Regions from separate parts of the Cydia pomonella genome. Here region 1 is linked to region 2. A link is a contact called in public Hi-C data. All regions are on one chromosome and are shown on one strand. Each heading gives the region's core, a stretch centred on a gene start, on an enhancer-like site or on the middle of the called end of the contact. The rest is flanking DNA. Distances are from core to core; before and after follow the strand shown. Region 1 holds the start of LOC133520441. Region 2 holds the start of LOC133520436 (mucin-2).

Region 1 (2,700 bases), core at 44-2,543, 270 kb after region 2:
TTCGGAAACATTCTGAGGGACCCTCAGTTGTAGGTACTATAAGAACCCGCAGCTGCAGCCGGTAAATCTCCACGGACGTCTGCGGAACCTATTTAATTACCTACGTCCACTCCCCTGAACCCTAAAGGTACAATTTATTTAGTGCACTATTTATTATCGTGGGTTTAGTTCGCGTTACCGAACGATTAAAGAGCTATTTTTAGGCTTCCTTACCTCAATTAGAGGATTAATACGTTTTAGCAAAAACTTCATTTTTGGTACAAGCTTTTGTCGCTGACTGTACTTTTCTTACCATGGGCAACTATATCTCTCACAATTCTAAAAACCCCAAATGCAATCTGCGTTGTTTCAGCACAGAGTTCCCATGTCTATGCCCTGTATCCATATTCAGATCAGCTCGATGGTATCATAATATTGCATTGTCACACAACCTATGTACGCAAATTTTCAGCTCAATCAGAAATCGGGAAGTGGGTTAAATGTAGCTTCCAAGATTTGGCACTAACAAAATAACATACAAAGTTAAAGCCCGACCAGAAATATATGATCATTGTCAAGAGGGCGCTGTTATTTTCATGTATAGAGTGACAGTTCAGTTTAGTACGAAATTTTTAGTTCCAATGAGATTCCGCAATATGGCGCGTGATCATATATTACTGGTCAGGCTTTACTTACTAACCGGGCAAGTTAAATTAAAGCTTGTAAAAATATCGATAATCTGCTCTGAATGAAGGAACTGTATGGAAAAAGTTTTTTTATTTATTTACTTAAACTTTATTGCACAAGATACAAAAAGATGTACAAATTGCGGACTTACAAGTCAACCATCAGAGATTTTTATGTTTCTTGCAATTTATACTCAATTTATACTATGTCATTCACCTCGACAAGATCTACTTATAATGATATCATAGTGTAAAATATAGTCCTCAAGAGCAATAGGAGGTAGATTCTAAATCAACAATTTGTTATGAGTAGTCTGGTTTTGACACAACCTTAACGGTCTTCATGGTCACGCACGAATTTCACTTCATGTCGCATGCACCCATCAGAGTGACAGTCGTCAAGGTCGTATCAAAATAAAGATCAAAATCCGTAACAAGTTTTAAATATGAATCTGGTTCCTAAACCAATTTGCGCATAATTTTTTTTTTTTTTCATTTGCGGCTTTTCTAGTGCTCTAATCTAGTTTTTTTTATGTGATAGTCAGCAAACGAGCAGACGAGCCGCCTGATGGGAAGCGGTCATCGTCGCACATGGACATAAGCAACATTACAGAAGCCACTTAAGCGTTGCCGACCTTTAACCCCAAATACCCGCTTCTTGAAGAATTCCATGTCGTAGCGCAAAGGAAATACCTCAGGGGGGCAACTCATTCCACATTGTGCACGTTCTAGGAAGAAATGAGCGAGATACCCGCTTATTCTTGGTGGGCCATGTATCTAAGATTGTATGTATCTAGATTAGTCACCAAGAAGCTTTTGATTCCGAACAAAAATGGAATCGATTATCGTTTACAATATTGGCAATTTTGTAGGATTTTTTTTCCAGAATCTATAAAAAAAAAATACTACGTCGGTGGCAAACAAGCATACGGCCCGCTTGATAGTAAGCAGTGTCCGTAGCCTATGTACGCCTGCAACTCCAGAAGAGTTACATGCGCGTTGCCGACCCTAATAACCCTCCCTCCCCTCGTTGAGCTCTGTTGTATCTTGTTGTGGCATCGTCCACAAGAGAGGTATGGGCATTGTGAATGTCATCTCGCTTTGTGTGGTAGGGCACAGCACAGCAGATGTCAATCCAGGTCTAGAGCAGAGCCCAACTTGGGAAGTACCTCCACCTTACAGAAATCTGTAAGTCGTCGGTGATTTAAATTCCGGGAAGGATCAGGTCAAAAATACCTGTAATAAGTTTGGGCGGGGTTCTTTTCACTCGTTTCAATGGAATGGTTACGTTCCCCTGGACTGGGCGACTCTTAATTTATGCTATTTAAGTTGTAACAAACTGTGCCTCTATCATCCCCTGGGAAATGGGACAGAATAACATTAACAACACACAAAAAAAACGATTATATATGCTGTAACGGCTACAATCATGAGACATTTAACACATTGAGCACCGGGAACCCGCTTGGTGGGTTCTCTGTTCGTAGTTGCTTTCCTCTACAAAGCGGGAAAACGCTTTATCAAATGTCACTTTTTTAAATGTAAATGGTTGATTTGTTGATGAAAATCACTATATGTATGCCTTTCACATTTGAAAAGTTTCCTCAATTCTTCATGGATCCCATCATCAGAACTTAGTTTTGACAAAAACAGGACCAATTTGTATGTATATAAATTCAATAAAAAAAAGAATTTTCTAAATCGGTTCAGAAATGACGGAGTTATGAAGTAACAAACATAAAAAAAACATACAACCGAATTGAGAACCTCCTTTTGAAATCTTAAAGTCGGTTAAAAATGAAACTTAAGCCGCTCTTGTTTATGGTAAAATGTTGGCAGTGTTTAAAAAACGGGCCAAGTGCGAGTCGGACTCGCACAGGAAGGGTTCCGTACCATTATCTATAAAAACGGTCACCCATCCAAGGACTGACCCCGCCCGACGTTGCTTAACTTCTGTGATGGGATGAGAACCTCGAGATTGGAAAGAAATATTTATTTTATTCTGTTTTTAGTATTTGTTGTTATAGCGGCAACA
Region 2 (2,700 bases), core at 132-2,631:
CAAAAATACGTATCTAGAGAATCGTCTCATAAATATGGTACTACGCTCTTATTACACTGGAATAAGATGCTATGGGACATATTTTTGAGTAAGATGTGTACACCCATATCTTTACACTTGATTGGACGTAAGTAGTAGGAAAATCATAGGTTTTAAGTAGTATGTGAAATGTCACCTGTTAGGTACTTACACATAGCGTGCTCAAGGACATACAACCTATTAAAAATCTAAATGCCACACATAAAAATAGCTATTTATGAATACTTGGGCAATAAATGCTTTACAGTGGCTTACCTAGGTTCCTGCGCCTTTTTATAGTAATTGGTACGGCGCAATCTAGGAGGTCACGACTTGGTAACGATGAGGTGAATGACCTAATCTGACGATACAGAGAGGCAGGTACGTACAAATATTTTTCTTATATCTCAATAGGTAAGTAAATGTGATAAAGGTAGCTTTCTTTAAACAATAAGGTTTCCAGCGTCGTTATTCGCGGAATCGATTGCTATTATTTTATTTACATTCGCGTGGTTAAACCGTTTTTATAGGTACAATAAATTATGCGGCTTTATTAAGTTCGGTTTTATTAATATTTTAATTGCGTTAAGATCGAAAGGGCTGTTAATTATGCATTTAAAACGCACCTCGTCGACTCGCTCGTCTCTACCGCAAAGAAGCGCGCAATATCGGTGGCTTCTTAAATTGCAAAATACGTAACTAATAATAAGAGATACCTAAATAAATTTAATAATACTCACGGACTGGTACTTTCTTGGGATCATATCTTTCGACAACCCCATTGATGACTTCAATCTTCGCTTGCGCGACCTTCGACCGCTCGGTTATCCCCTGAAGCTGAGCCGTTAGCTCGCTGAAGATATCCTCGGCTAGGAGCACGAGGGACGCCAGCTGCCTCAACGCGTTGCTCAGGGTACAGTTAGTGACCGCCTGCAGCTCCTCATCGGTGACCCTAGGCCTCCCATCCTCGTCACGTAAACTAGTCCGCGACAGAAACTTCGGTTCCACCACACGCTGCACGAAAGGCATCGCGACAGTCTTAAAACACCTTGAACCACTTACTCACCCATCCCCGTGCAAAATAATCTTAATTCCGTCATCCATTCAACACACAACACAAAAAACGTCAGGTAACCGCCACTTTGAATTAACCGACATCCTGACCGGTGAACTTTCACTGATATACCTTTATTTGCTTAGTTCTATGCAGTTTTTGCTTTATTTTAGTTAGTAGTTTAACATTTTACTGAAGTTGTTTAAGTTAAAAAGTTTAAGGAAACTTTTGTTTCACGAGATCCCGCCATAACGGTGTGCGACATGCCACAGCCTTTACGCGCCCTTGCTGCCGGCCGATTGAAATTGAAATGAATGAACGCGACTCCTGTGTTGCCATATACATGTCGAAAATTACCTTTTCACAATGTTTACTTTTTATGTAATTATTATGACTACTATTTAAATTATTCTAGAGCACATATCGTGTTTTTTTAATGTTGTACGTATTTGTTTGTAAACTTATGCTGGAACCATTTAAAATCTGTGGGTTTTAACCACATTTGTAAAATGACTTTTGACTCTGACAATCTGCTTTCGTATGACCGAATGTTCTTCTCTACAGGTCGCAATTCTCAACTGTTTCTCGCGAAATTTTGTGAGCAGTTTCAGTATAATAAGTACTTTTTTTTCTGTAGTCTTGTTTTTTGAAAATGTCAATATGGTGGTGATTGGCATAAAGAACTTAAGTAAGTATTAGATCCTATGGCACTTAAGGCCATTGTGAGTACGCTGTGATAACGACCCAACAAAGTAAGTATTTTTGCTTTTACGCGTTTTAAGCTTATCAATTTTATCGCAGTCTACAGCTCACAGAGCCACTAGTATATTTTGCGATAAATAATAGAGTAGTTTTTAAGAAAATAACTATTACTAAATTACCCCCTTAAGCCATGTATTTTTTGTCTTGGTCACCCTAAAATTTATTTATTGTTTAGTGCCATCTTGCGATGGCAACATGAATTACGTGATATACCTTTATACTTAGCGCGTCTTTGTCCGAAAAAGAGTTGGAACTCGACGCTAGAGTGCACTGTAATCAAAGGAATGAAGTGTTTATTAGTTCTTCAAAACTTCGAAAGATGGCGTTGGCTACTCATTATAATCAGAAGTTTGCCGCTGATGGCAAACCCTTCATGATAAATACTGTACATCTAACGAACCAGGCAGGCGTCGTCTTGCCGGGTAAAACAGCGCCACATTAAAATAAAAATCTGGTTATACATTAACCAATAGCAATTTACCAGTTTCATACAATTGTGTTTTCTAATCATCCACGACCCCGTTGTGGTATACGCACAAAATTTCATCCCAACCGGTCCAGCCGTTTAGGAGAAGTTAGGTGACAAACACACATACAGAAGAATCTGTATAAGTAATCATTGTTTTTGACTCTGTAGGATTGCGAGATTTGCCAGTTCTGTGACTTAAGTTTGTACGTCAATTTGCTTGCATGTCTAAGACCAAAAATTCTACTGAAATGAAATAAATCTATTGTAAGTACTTCTTTATAATCATGATTATCTTGTGCTAGTCTACGAGTATCAAAACAGTCTATCAAAACTTACCAAAACTCCATATTAGATTGAACTTTTAATATTAGGCACAATTGCGTTGAATGATGAACAC

Evidence for each region. A called contact is a pair of places that touch in the nucleus more often than the background predicts.
Region 1: a contact with region 2 is called in a Hi-C map of whole body, with 2.7 times the contacts expected there. The contact joins the promoter of LOC133520441 here to the promoter of LOC133520436 in region 2. A contact is called at or near these places in 2 of 2 Hi-C or Micro-C datasets (both in whole body).

Annotation. Positions count from the first base shown.
Region 1 is chr8:6,184,001-6,186,700 of ilCydPomo1, forward strand. LOC133520441 reads right to left here and starts at 1,294. Exons shown (of 7, transcript XM_061854854.1): 1 at 1-1,294.
Region 2 is chr8:5,914,320-5,917,019 of ilCydPomo1, forward strand. It overlaps LOC133520436 (mucin-2), which reads right to left and starts at 1,382. Exons shown (of 7, transcript XM_061854843.1): 1 at 759-1,382. The coding sequence starts at 1,047.